3 separate regions of the Zea mays genome follow, and regions 1 and 2 are each linked to region 3. A link is a contact called in public Hi-C data. All regions are on one chromosome and are shown on one strand. Each heading gives the region's core, a stretch centred on a gene start, on an enhancer-like site or on the middle of the called end of the contact. The rest is flanking DNA. Distances are from core to core; before and after follow the strand shown. Region 1 holds the start of LOC732847 (laccase-like). Region 2 holds the start of LOC100277116. Region 3 holds the start of LOC100279528 (SCARECROW-like protein).

Region 1 (4,835 bases), core at 1,095-3,594, 240 kb before region 3:
CCAGTCGTCATCAGCATTTTGGGAGGTCGGATGGCGGGGGCAACATCTTCTCGTTCGGCAGCGGGCCGTCGTTGACAAGCCACGCCATGGACAGGCCCCAGCTCAAGTGCACGTCGAAGTGGCAATGCATCAGCCACACGCCTGCCAGATATATGCAACCAAGTCAACACAGGCAGAGCATGATAAATGTGCATGGATCAGTTGATTGATTACCCGGGTTGTCGGCGAGGAACCGGACGGCGACCCAGCCGGCGGTGGGCACGCTGATGGTGTTGCGCTCTACGGGGTCGGCGAGGTTGTACCCGGGCGGGTCGTTCACCGGGTCGAAGTTGCCGAACCCTTGGCCGACCACGAAGAAGTTGTAGCCGTGCAGGTGCAGCGGGTGGCTCTCGGCGCCCTGGATGCTGGTGCCCTGCAGCACCAGCTCCACGGAGGCGTTGAAGCGGAGCGGCACCACCCGCGTGCCGTGCTGCACGAACGTGTTGTTGGGCGGGGTGCCCGTGTAGTTGAACGGGTGCGGCGGGGCCGTGGGGAAGTCGGCCAGGAGCACGCCGGCGTAGCGGCGCCGGTAGTGCGCCTCGAGGAGCGCGGTCCGGGGGCGGAAGAAGGAGTTGTTGTTGACGGACGCCGCGAACTTGGTGCCGTTGGGGCCCTGGCACGTCTGGTTGGTGTACGGGCACGGGTCCGTGCCGAGCCCCACGGTGAACAGCAGGTGCCGGTCCACCGCCACCGGCACGCGCGCCGGGTAGCGCGCGCTGTTCAGGCTGCGGAAATTGCGCGAGAAGTTGGACACCGCGCCGGTGTCGTTGTACAGCGGCAGGGCCGGTAGGGGAGGCAGGGTGTTGTTCCTGGTCGTCGTCGGGGCGTACTCGAGGACGGCCGCGGCGGTGGTGTTGTCGAACGTGCCCTGCGTGTTGGTGTAGGGCGCGATCGCCATGGCGTAGGCCGGGGAGGCGGGGCTGGGGGCCGTCGTGAGGAGCACGTTCATGGTCTGCCCCGGTGAAATGACGAGCGTGCTGACGGTGAATGGCTTGACGTAGCTGGCGTCCGCCTCGACGACGGTGAGCGTGTGGTTGGCGATGCCGAAGAAGAGCTCGTCGTTGAGGGCGGAGTTGATGAGCCGGAGCATGTACGTCCTCCCGGGCTTCACCTTCAGCTTGTACGTGTCTGGTTTTTTGTTTCATCCAAAAAGAAATCACAAATCCAGGCTTTTGTTATCTTCATCTCGTTTTATCTTTCTAATAACATGACTAAATAAAAAGTACAAGCGATGGGCCTAAATAATCTAGCCCTTGCAAAGAAAGCGTACCTTTAGACGAGCAGTTATATGTCGGGCCTGGAAGCCCATTGAAGGTGTAGGCATCGGAGACGTTTGGGCCGGCGCCTGTTTGCAGGGCCTGGTTGATGACGGCCTCCGTGTCCGCGTTGAACCATTCGCCTGCAAATAAAGAATCCACGCAATACGCACGGAACTCCATCAAGCGATCGATGGAAGGAAGACGACGAGCGCGAGCAGCGGGCAGGCGTTGTACCGAAGAGGATGGGCACCTCCTTGTAGGGGCGCGGGAACGGGTAGCCCTCGCCGCGCTTGGGGAGGATGACGAGCGGGCCGTAGAGGTGCACGCGCAGCCAGGAGAAGTGCGCGTGCCACCACAGCGTGCCGCGCTGCCCCGTGACGGTGAAGTCGTACACGTAGCTCTGCCCGCCCTGGATCGGGCACTGCGTGATGTACGACGGCCCGTCCGCCCACCCGTTGCGCAGCTGCCGGACGCCGTGCCTGCGTGACGACGCGGGTGATGAGACGCCGGCCGGCTGGCAGAGAGATGGCAACACGGCGCGGTGCGCTTGCTGCTGTGATACGATCCCACTTACCAGTGGAACGAGACATTGTAGTTGATGTGGTTGTGAACCTTGACCACGAGGCGGTCGCCTTCCCGCACGACCAGCTTCGGCCCCGGGAACTCCCCGTTCACCGTCGGGATGCTCTTAGTCACGCACAGCCGTGTCACGTTGGTCATTTGCACCTGCAGCACGAACCAAATCCATACCGGCCAGTAATAGTGAGAAACACTGATGATGATGATGACGATGTGTGTGTGTGCGCGCTGGATCTTGTAATGCTCGTGCGCTAGAGTAGTTTTACGTTGAACGTGTAGTAGTGGGTGTCGCCGGCTGCGAGCTCCGGCAAGGCGAGGAGGACGACGGCGAGGGCGAGGAAGGGACATGCGGAGAAGGCGGCGGCGGCGGCTTGGCCTCGCCGGAGACCACGACGCGCGCCCATTGTCAGGATGACAACAGCTCCGCCCTTCTTGTGTGTTTGCGCTTTGAAGCAAGTGAAGTGGTGCACTTTGCTATGGAATGAGTGCTGGGTTCTATATAGGCGCCATGATGGCCGCCGGGTTCGTGGCCTGCATGGTAGGGGGTCACAGCACGGTGGTGGTTGGCCTAGTTGGTGGAAGCGAATTGGAAAACTTGTCGCTGGGCCACTCGCTGCTCCGTTCTCTAGCTCTGCCTCAACAAGGCGGCCCTTCTGTATGGCAAAGCCTCTTCGTTTTTCTCGTTTATTAGTTGTTCCTTGCTACGAGCAGCGTCGGAGTCTGACAAAAAATCGAAGGGGACATATTGGCTTAACTGATAGTGTACACAAGGTTTTAGGGTAAAAACAAGTACTCCCTCCAGTGCAGTAAAGGTAGTCGTTTAGGACATGATTGTGCATACCAAGGAGTGATTAATTATCATAGAGTTTTCCCTGTTTGCCCCTATTAAATAGGGATATGGGTGCATTAACGTCACTAAAACAATCAGGCTTGATTGGTTGCTGCAGCAGCTCCAAGGCATTCTAGACTGGAGGTCTCAAGTTCGATTCCTTTTAAATGCATCTTTTTTTGTGCAATTACTAGGGGCAACAACGTCCAAATCTCAGACCCACGCGCGCTATGACTTCTTTTTGTGCACGCTCGGTCACGCGCAGGATGACTTCTTTTACTGCACCGGAGGGAGTAGTGTGTTTTCAGCAAATCACAGCGCAATATATATAGTGCATCACTAGTTTAGTACATATCTAAATCCTAATAAGGGGGTGTTTGGTTTCTAGGGACTAATGTTTAGTCCCTTCATTTTATTCCTTTTTAGTGTATAAATTGCTAAATATAGAAACTAAAATAAAATGGACTAAAGTTTTAGTTTCTATATTTGACAATTTTGGAACTAAAATGGAATAAAATCTATGAACTAAACATTAGTCCCTAGAAACCAAACACCCCCTAAGTAGTAGCATCAGTACACTGCCTTTTTAGGGGGTGTTTGGTTTCTAGGGACTAATTTTTAGTCCCTCCACTTAATTCCATTTTAGTCCCTAAATTACTAAATATAGAAACTAAAACTCTATTTTAGTTTCCCTATTTAGCAATTTATGAACTAAAATGGAATTAAGTGGAGGGACTAAAGTTTAGTCCCTATAAACCAAACACCCCCTTACAATTAAGTTTGTGGGCTACTTCATCTAGAACTCCATATAATAATTTGGCACGAACTTCGAATCTAGGGGCATGGCAGCTGGTATGCCCTGGCTGCTCCCAGCAGAGTTATGTTACTCCGGTTCACTTTGCACAATGAAGCCTATATATAACTCAGTACTCCCTCGGTTATTTATCGTTTAGGACAAGACATGGTTTTCTAAATATAGCTTTGATCAATGCTTTCTTTTTTGCTAAAATGCAAATAATAGAACACAGAGTATTTACTACCATGACGCTGCATAGCATGCATGGAGGAAGCCTAGCCACTTCAGACAACAAATCATTCCAAGAAGGTGAAATATCAATTCTAGTAGGAACATATGGAGCACTCGCTTTAAGTTGACCTTTTCAGTCAGCTTGCAATAAACTCCATACGACACCTTTCCCATCAAAAGATCGGCTCCCACACACTGTTTACCCCTTCTGTCCGTGCACCTTTCGGGGTGTTTGGTTTAAGGAATCACTGCATCCAAATTGAGGTGATGCATCATGGATTTATTTTTCAAATTTAATGGGATGACCTCATTCCTCATATTAGTACTAACTAACTAACTATGAGGAATGATATGGTGATGGATCAACTCATTTCATTCCACAAACCAAACAAAAATAGTGAGGAGTAAGAAAATAATGGACTAGCTCATTCCTCAAACCAAACACCCTATTAGTTTCTCGACTCCTTTGTGTTTTGTTAGCCTTTGAAGCTACGTGCATGCCTTTTCTTCGTTGTGATTTGGAGCTTCGACCACAAGGTTAGCCAAACACAAACAGTGCCGTACGTTGCTTGGAACTGTATGCGTTTGTTGAAGTGAAGCGTGCAGATGGCTTTGCCATGTAATCTTTATCCGATGATCTACCTCAAGCACAATCCGATTGGCTAAGCAATCTGCCGGCCCGGCCCCTCTCTCTTTATCTGTCGCTCTGTCTCTCGATCTCATGTATTTACAGTAATTTAACTAGTTGTTAGTTCCTCACACGAGTATATGAATCCGACCAACACATGACTAAGCTTTAGTTATCTTGATGATCCAAACGAACCCTAGATTTTGTGGTTAACTAACACAACCACCTAAAATGAATGTATCCTGTTTTTTTGTGGCTTCGTCACCAAGGGAAGCACTGATGTCTGACGGTCATGGCCACCAATAGCGAGCGTGCATGCAACACAGTTGAATGAATATTTGAGGTGTTGCCAACCTCACGAAAAGTTAATAAGCTATACTCCGAACCATAACTAACTAAATACATGCAGATCATGTTGACTAATCATAAAAAACCTTCAACGGATTTACACTACATTACCTTTTAACCGCTCGA
Region 2 (4,601 bases), core at 157-2,656, 200 kb before region 3:
GGAAGCCGTCCGCGTCTTCCCCCTCGCGATGATGGATCCAGGACCACAGAAGCGAGCTCTGAAGCCCCCCCCCCCCCCCCCCCCCCCCCCCCCCTGACACTAGTCACACACACGGGCCGCCCACATACACTGCAATGCGCCTAGGGCAGGAGGCAGGCGAATGCCAAGCCCACATCGCGCTGCAGGGCTCCCGCAGCCACAATAACTGCGGCCGGGGTTCAAGAGCACAGCACAGCTTCCCTCTCCATTGTGTTTTTTTAATTCCTTCCACTTCAGGACTTGTTCGATTATTTCAATTCCACGTGGATTGGTGTGTATTAGGATGTATTTTGACTTGCTATGAATTTAAACCGACTTAATACCACTTAATCTATATGGATTAACGGTCCACATGAATTAACGGCGAAACGAACAAGCACTCATGCATGTACTACCAGCTGGGAGGAACAGCAGTTACCATCACTTCATCATCTGCACCACGGATTACTGCTTCTAACCATGCATCTCATACATTAAAAGTAAGTAAAGTACTGCTTCTAACATTAACACCGACTAAACGGGAGAATAGACTGCAGCAGTAGCCATGAAGCATACTACTATTACAGATGCTTTTCGAAGCTTCAAGCTGCAACCTGGACACGGATCACCATCATCACCAGTATCCTATGTAGATGCACCGCATACAATACAAGTGAAGCAAAGCCAAAAAAAAACGCCGCCCCTCACTCACCGGCACAGCAGCCGCAGGCAGTATTAGCGAACATCGACTGCAAAATCTCGAATCACAATTCACAAGCGCTGGTAGCATCGATACGCAGAAGTGACAGGAAACATATATAAGGATTTCATCAGCTTAACCAAACAGTATGCTTATGATTTAAGAGTCCACCACCTACCTACCTACTACTCCCTAAAACCACCCTACTGCCTCCCTAATACACCCGCGGCCACTAAACACCCCCACTAGAAAGAGTACAACAGAGCGAGACCGGCAAGCTATCTACAACTCCCTCCCCAAAAAATCAAGTCCGCGCCAAGTCACGCGCAGAAGGCCTGGCGGCGCGGCGCGAGCGCGAAGAGCGCCTCCAGGTCCGGCGGCTGGAAGTAGCCGTTCTTGGGCGGGCTGCGCCGCTTCCCGAAGTCCGGCACGGCCTTCCTCGGCGCCGCGGGGCACGGCAGCGTCGCCGGGATGCGGCACTCCTCGCGCTTCGGCGTCTCCCACCCGCCGCAGCCGTACCCTCCACCTCCCCCGCCCACACCTGCACCAACCGCCACCGCTGCGGCCTTCTCTATGCCAACGCTGCTCTCCATGGCGAGACTGATTTTTTTTTTCGAGGGAAGAAGGAACTTTGCTTTCCTCTCTTTTTTTTGAAACGTGGGTTTGCGAGGGAAGAGACGCGGCTGGCGGGGCATATAAGGAGGGGGCCGAGGCGGCGGCGGGAGGGAGGATCGGGCTTCCGAAGGACGGAAGTGGACGGCTCCGTGCTCCGCAAGGTGGGCCGGAATCGGTGACGTGGCGGACCCCGCGCCGTCCGATCCAGCGAGTGGGAATTAAGCGGGAAAGGGTGCGCGGAGGGGCGGGAAGCCGCGGTCCGCTGTTTCGATTTAAAACTTCTTTAGACGGAGGGCATGTGTTCTGTGGTATCACGGATCGGTCCTTCCTGGGACCACGAGACGAGACGAGGGGGGGTTCCTGCGAGTTAGCTCTGTGCGCGAGGGGTCCTAGTGTAAGAATACTGGGCCGGAAGGAGAAAGGATACGCCGGCCCGCATCGGATTCCACTGCGTTGCGTGGCCTGTTTACGCGTGCCAGGTGTACGGGTCGTGATGGGCGACCGAATACGGTGGGGTCCCCGACTTCGGCGCGCGCTGCCCCCATACCCACGCACGACCCCACCGCACGCCGTGGACTCGGCCTTGGTGCGCCGCGGTGGGCGGGCCGCAGGGCCCTCCGCGGACGGTCCACGTGAGCCGGACGCGGGAGGCGTGGTTCGGGGCTGCTGGAATCATCCCTTCCGCCTCGGATCCCTGGGCAGCTGGGCCCGCATCGGGAGGAGATCGGGCGGTCTGCTTTGCTATGCTACTACTCCTGCTCTGGTCTCGTCGTGTGGAAAAATACTGCGGCGCGGCGCTTTGTGTTGACTCGGCCGTATCACGTTACGTGGACCTTCGCCGTAAATGGACCCGGTCTGCTGTTCGGCCTCTGGCCCATGGTTTTCTGCTAAGTGGCCTAGCCCAACCATACATATTGATTTTAGAAGGAATTACAGGATATGGCCCATGGGCCATGGGCGTGGCTCCCGTTCTTAATAAAGCAAAGTATGCGTCGGACTGTCCCCCATCTTAAGTAACCCTAGTTAGGATTCGTGGGCAAATACCTGCTTTGCTCCTGAGGGGTCTCACATCTCTATATAAGGAACCTGTACACCCCATCATAATACAAAGATCAGAAAGAGGCCAGAAGCCCAACCCTATATCCAGTGTCTCGTGTGTTTCCTCTGTCGTGCTTATGGGAAGGGAGACGGGCTCTCTACATCTTCTTGCGCCTCTACTGCTGACGGGAGGGAAGGGAGCAGATCTGGTGATCCGTGGTAACGTAGTTCTCAACACGTTATCAGCACGCTCTACATCGACGTTGCTACAGGATCAGATCTGCATCAGACTCACTTCAACGGTTCCCCCTAAATTTCTCCCCCTATATCCCACTCACGTGCCACGTCAGCGTTCTCTCTCCCCCTATTTCTCCACACTCTACAACGGTTCCCCCTATATCAATCCTCTATACCCCACCACAACAATATTATATACTTTCTTCATCAACTAACTCAACTACCATACAATATTAATATTATTTTTATTTCTTATATCTACTGTATACGGGGATAATTACCATTAAATATTAATTTAATTTTTATTTCTTATTTGCACAGTACAAGGGCATTCGTACCATGACATATTAATTTTATTTGTATTTGTTATTTGAACAGTACACCGGCTTCACGTGTTCCACAATTAATTACCAAACGCCATAATTAGTATTAATACGGTATTAGAAATACGTTTCCATTTTATGTTTTTTTTAAAAAAGAATTAACATTCTTCTCGTACACGACACGATTGGCTTCCAGCACACGACTGTCTTCTCCGGCAAGCCACGACCCTCTGGCTTCCTTCACACACCGAAGCTATCTTTAAATAAGGTCCCCCTGCGGCCATGCTCCACCCACCTACACATTCGTGTCTTCTGTTTCATCCGACATTCCATCAAAAATACATACTACGTAGTCTAAGGTGAGTTCTTGATGGACTCATTGCGAAGCCTGGTGTTGTCTTCATCGTCCGATGAGTCCGACGATGAGATCGATAACTTTTTGCTTTTGCACCATGTTGAGCACCATGTAATCGGAGACACGAGCATGCGTCGTAGGCGCTCCTCATTGCCTCGCCGTGTTATCCATAGGGATCACGCTGCTGGAGAAAATCTCATCAAGCACCACTACTTCGGACCTAATCCAGTGTATCCATCCCATGTATTTCGTCGACGGTACATTTCCTAAGTTATATTTTGACTTTCATTTGGAGCTTCACATTCTTATTTTTTGCGTTGTTCTCGATTTTAGGTTTCGGATGCAACGTCCTTTGTTTCTACGTATCCTTCGTGCCGTTCAACGAAGAAGATGATTACTTCACAGTAAGATGTGATGCAACTGGTTTAGCAGGTCTTGGTCCATTGCAAAAAGTATGTGCTGCTTTGCAAATCCTTGCGTACGGGTTACCAAGCGATGCCGTCGATGAGTACATACAGATTGGACAGACTACGGCTAGGGACTGCCTTATCCGTTTCTGTCGCGCAATCATATCTTCCTTTAGCGAACAATACCTCCGTATCCCTAACCACGACGGCATTTCTCGCATACTTAGTGTTAACGCGGACAGGGGGTTTCCGGGTATGCTAGGCTCCATCGACTGTATGCATTGGGAATGGCGCAACTGTCCTACTGCATGGCGCGGACAGTTTTGTGGGCGCAATTCGAGGCCAACAATGATACTAGAGGCAGTCGCAGGATATGACCTGTGGATTTGGCATGCCTTCTTTGGAATGCCAGGTACTAACAATGATCTCAACGTCCTTCATCGATCACCAGTGTTTGATCCGTTACGTAATGGATCCATGCCACCTGTGCACTTCACTATTAATGGTACCACGTACAATTTCGGATACTACTTAGCCGATGGTATATATCCCAATTGGCCTACCTTTGTAAAAGCAATTCGGCACGCTTTTGAGGAAAAAAAGGTTCACTTCACAACAAAGTAGGAGAGTTGTCGAAAGGACATAGAGCGAGCATTTGGGGTTTTGCAGGCGAGGTGGGCAGTTCTACGTGGACCTGCTTATGGTTGGGATCGTAATCACCTCGCAGACATGATGACTGCTTGTATTATTATGCACAACATGATTGTCGAGGACGAAGGTGATGGTGCAGCAAATCTGGATTTCGTTGGCCCCACAGGTCCCCCCGAAGTTTGTAACAATATTCCTGAGGTCCGCAATGAGTGGCTAAACAATCATATCCGTTCTGAATTACCAAACGACCCCGACCA
Region 3 (4,685 bases), core at 828-3,327:
AGGGTGCGGCGTGTCGATTGCCGTGATCCGGAGTCTCGGAGGGCCACCAGGCCTGGTAGAGAGCCGTTGAATGAGGCACGGCCACTGAAAGCCGTAGTATATACCATAGTCCACGATGTGGACTTTCTTCGCCTTCTCCACAGCATTCATAATGGTTTGATTGGCAAAGAAATGGGAGATCTTCTTGAATGGGCAAGCTGCCAAGTAAAGCTGGTAGGCTTTCAGCACATCGGTGCAGGGAAACCTCGTCATTATAAGAGACTTGTAAATCTGACTTCCATTGCCAGCAAGCCTCGCCTCAAGGCCGTTGGCGAAGCAGTGCGCCAAACGCTGGTCACCGTCGCCATTGGGCGATGCATGCTGTCTGATCTGCTTCAGGAGCTCAGTTGCACCACGTCGATCATCGGTGGCCACAGACTGAGCACAGTGGACGAGGAGAGTCTCCAAGTCAACCACCTCCTTCTTCGGCTGTTTCTTGCCACGGCCCTTGCCATGTCCGGACCCTTTTCCATGAACCCCGTGTGAATTCTTTGCCACGTCATGCTGCAGGGCTTCACGGAGTTCCTTGACGCCTTTTGAACATGTCTCGCCATTGCACAACAAGACCTTGTCCATCATCTCCCGCACAAGGTGATCAGTGTCGATAGCGGGTGCTGAATGTTTACTGCGCCTCCCTTCCTCTGCATCCAAGTCATCACCATAGAAATGCTTCTTTCCTCTGTGAATTTCTGCCTGAACATCGGCCTTCTCTGCCTTGACCTCTGCAAACCTGTTCTCCCCTTTGATGTTAGCCACCAAGCTTGTAACAGATGCTGGCTTCTCAAGATCAATCACAAGCTTACTCTCGTCAGGCAGAAACTTGCTTGCTTCTTCGAACCCACGGCAGAACTGCATAGCCTGCTGGCTTTGCACGGCAAAATCGGTGAAGCCAACATCTGGCATGACACCAGGCGAGCTCAGCAACGACTCAAAGCCGTCTGATATTGTAGCACAGCTGCCGTTGGATGACGCGAACGACGACGGGTTGCTGTGCAGCTGGTAGAATTCCGTCGAGTCGTACGGCCACGCGCCGCCTGCATCCACCACGCTGCCCTCAGGGCTTAGATCCTGGTACAGCTGTGGTGGCTGCAGGAACGCGGCCGACGGGAAGTCGAGCGCCGGCGTCAGCACGGCGCCAAAGGCGTCGGACGCCGCCGTGGCGGTGGCGCAGGTGCAAGAGCGCGCGCTGTAGCAAGAGTTCCCCACACTGCTGCCGCCCGGGCTCTCCACCGCGCTGCCACCGGAGCTCGAGGGCCGCTCGGCGAGGATCTCGAGGAAGGGCTTCTCGGCGGCGAGCACCGCGGGGTGCTCCGGGTAGTGCTCGAACTTATCGTCGATGTCCTCGGCCATGAGCATGCGGTTGATGTAGCCCAGGACGATGTCCGAGAACGCCTCCGAATCATCCGGCTGCCCCACCGAGGGCGGCGCGGCGGACACATCCCTCGGCGGCGACGCGCGGTTGGTCGGGGCGGGCGGGACCACAGTGGTAGGCGCGACATTCAGATAGCTTCCGCCGCCGCCGCCACCGCCACTGCCCGCAGCCAAAGTAATCCCATCAGACGACAGGAACAGCAGCGACTCGAGCTCCTGCGCCGTGAACCCATTAGCGGCGGCGGCGATTTGGGGGTAGACTAGCATGTGGCTGTCGCGCTTGGATCCCGGCAGCAGCGCGCACGGCTCGTGCAGGCCAGCGTCCATGACCATGGATATGGACTCCGCGCCCCAAAACCACCAGCGCGGCGCATAAAAATGCACTGCTGGCTGCGACCTGGCGAATGCAGGGAAATACAGCTAGAAGAATGAGAACTGGAACCCGAAGAAGATATCCATGTCCACGAGCTGAAACGCGCTGACTAATCCGACGGATCAGTGGCCGTACGGAGCCGCGCCGCGGCTCCGCTCGTGGAGATGCGCGAGCTCGTCAAGAGTGCGTACCTGCGTGCGACCCGGACCGGGAGGGAGGCGAGAGCCGAGAGAGAGAAGAGAGACCCGAGACGCGCGACGGCGCGAGACGGGAGGATAAGAGGAAAGGCGTAGAGAGGTGGACGGACGTGAACCAGTGTTTGCGAGAGGCGCAGAGGTGGCCGGACCCCGGGCTTTTGTATCAACACCACCGGTCACCGGGTGCGGGACTGCGGGGCAGGAATGTCGACACCCAGGCCCGCGCAGCCGAGGGGGTCTTGTCCACGCACGCTCTGCGGCGTGCGATCTCACACGGGCGGGAGGCGGGTCCGCGGGTGCTCGGGACGGCGCCGAAAGGCCACAGGCGGGCTAGACATTTAAGATTGGATATTCAAAAAATTAAAAGATTAAAAAAATAATGTTTTAACGTTATTTTATGTGATACATTATTAACAAATTATTATAAATCACCAAAATTTTAGATATTTAATGAATACCATGAACCCCTGGGCCCGCCTCTGAGGCCCCGGTGCACGGAGGGCGTGCCCGTGCCCCGCGTGAACGATGGTTCCCAGAAGCAGGCTATTTGGGCCGCAGGGATGTTCTGGGGGCGGGTGGACTGTGTCTGTGGACCGCCTGCGACTCGGTTAATAATCGTCCGAGTCCGAACTCCGAACTAGCAACAGGAAGTAGCCAGCGTTGTTTGCGTCGTGATCGTGACTGAGTCGTCCGTCTCCCGACTGTCTTTGGACACTTTGACTACCTTGACAGCCCAGCGACCTTAAGAATGGTTTTTTATGTTGCCATCACTTCGTGATTAGGGACTGTGGGTCCCACGTGTCGCCGGCTCATCTGCGCAGATGGCACGTGCGTTCTAGCATCTCCACGACTACCCCCTCAAAAAATCAAGTGGCTATCGGCCTCTGCCTCTCCGCGCGGAAATTTCACGGTCTCGCAGCCGTAACTGATTGGCGATGACATCATGTGCAGTGTGCACATGACAGATCTTGCCGGATTTATCACCGTGTGTGATTGCCTGGTTTGCGGCAGGGTGCGTGCGGGTCCACCGGTGCATGGACCGGGTCCACCGGTGTACGGGGTCCGGCTGCCTTGGCCGCCAAGTTCCTCTCTTCACAGCCACGTGGTGGTCCCGAGCTATCCACGCCGCTTCCACAGACGAGCGCGAGGCAGTGTGTGGCCAGGTCGCAGCCGAACGACACGTCAGCGAGTGGGCGTGCTGTGCAGGGCCCTCGCCACGTCGTCCTACATTCATTGCTTGCGCACGGCAGCACAGCGGTGGGCCTGGGCGGCACACGGCTACTCTACTGGTGTACCCAGACCGGCTATCTTGAAACTTACTCCCTCAGTCAAAAAATTGCAATCATAAGACTATGTGGTTGGCAAGGACGGACTATGATGAAATAGTAGAGGGTATATTTGCAACAACGAGCACTAAAATATCAGAGCGAGTGCATTTACCAAGCAGGAGACCTAATAAACAGAGATCTATGTTCTCGCTGGATTATTTTTAACTGTATTACTTATAACCGAGAAATGAACGGGACATATGCCCTCACTAGATTACACATATGTAATTGCATGTTCTAATCATTTCTATGTCACATGTGATGGTATGTGATGGTATAGAAGGATAAGATATTGTATCCGGGACCGGATCTACACCTCCAGCTATATACATATCGGTTTAATTCAATATAAAATAGTTAAGATGGAAGATAAATAAATTTAGTAGGTTTGGCCGGGTCATAGAAAAAATCTATATAAATGAGATAAAAGTGGCATTTAGAATGATAACTAATATATTACATTAAGTAAAATGTAGCGGTATAAGAATTGTTCTTTTTACACAGAGATAGATGAGTGTCATGCGGTTGTTTTATATATCAGTAGGTCACACTATTAAGGTCTAGTACCCTATCCCTGCTATCTAGAACATGCGTTTTTTTATACAATTTGGACTTCAATGTCGTAGTCATTATTGGACAGAAGATTAGAAGTACTGGCATCATGTGGAGACAGCTTTTGCTGCAAAAGAACATGGTATACGCACCATCCCGAATTCCCGATCCAGGCAAATACAGTGCGACTGTGCAAGGAGAAGAGTGGTGACACATGAATGCACAGTGGAATTGATATGCCACACCCCTCTAGCTACTAGCATCTAGCAACGACTCCGAGAGAGAAGCAAGATAGTAATCTCCCTAGTACACTGATTCCATAAATCTATAGGAGACTTTGACTCTTTCGTTCCGTAATCTCGATAGAGATTGTGGTCACCCATTGCCGAATATTTATGTATGATTCCAGCTGCAGCACATGCATGCATCTAGTGCACCGGGCCCCAAGGATTTCACCTAGAATTGTCTCCGTACAATATAAACGACACATACGAATAATAATCAGTCTATTTGGACTCTCTCCAACAAATAACACTAAGGTCCCGTTTATTTCCTTTCATTTTGAGGATTTGGAATCTTACTAGTGGAATAGACTATTTTTTAGAACGTGACATTATGTTAGAAAGTTAGGCATTTTTAGTTTTAATTTAATCCAGAAAATCAGTGCGATATATGTGATGACATGTATGTGCATGTGTGTATAACTACTCGCATAAGCAGTAAACAGCAATGAAACATGCACAAATACGAAGAACAGAGTGTACCCAGCGGAGGGACCGATGCTCAAGGCACCAGTGGCTCCATTCACACGAGACATCTCGTGTG

Evidence for each region. A called contact is a pair of places that touch in the nucleus more often than the background predicts.
Region 1: a Hi-C map of ear shows a contact between it and region 3, with 3 times the contacts expected there. The contact joins the promoter of LOC732847 here to the promoter of LOC100279528 in region 3. A contact is called at or near these places in 2 of 25 Hi-C or Micro-C datasets (ear and tassel).
Region 2: a contact with region 3 is called in a Hi-C map of endosperm, with 3 times the contacts expected there. The contact joins the promoter of LOC100277116 here to the promoter of LOC100279528 in region 3. A contact is called at or near these places in 2 of 25 Hi-C or Micro-C datasets (bundle sheath and endosperm).

Annotation. Positions count from the first base shown.
Region 1 is chr3:185,593,456-185,598,290 of Zm-B73-REFERENCE-NAM-5.0, forward strand. It overlaps LOC732847 (laccase-like), which reads right to left and starts at 2,345. Exons shown (of 6, transcript NM_001112451.2): 1 at 2,144-2,345; 2 at 1,873-2,024; 3 at 1,533-1,777; 4 at 1,310-1,438; 5 at 214-1,167; 6 at 1-141. The coding sequence starts at 2,281. The coding sequence ends at 11.
Region 2 is chr3:185,642,114-185,646,714 of Zm-B73-REFERENCE-NAM-5.0, forward strand. It overlaps LOC100277116, which reads right to left and starts at 1,407. Exons shown (of 1, transcript NM_001150776.2): 1 at 822-1,407. The coding sequence starts at 1,311. The coding sequence ends at 1,039.
Region 3 is chr3:185,837,618-185,842,302 of Zm-B73-REFERENCE-NAM-5.0, forward strand. LOC100279528 (SCARECROW-like protein) reads right to left here and starts at 2,078. Exons shown (of 1, transcript NM_001152526.1): 1 at 1-2,078. The coding sequence starts at 1,743.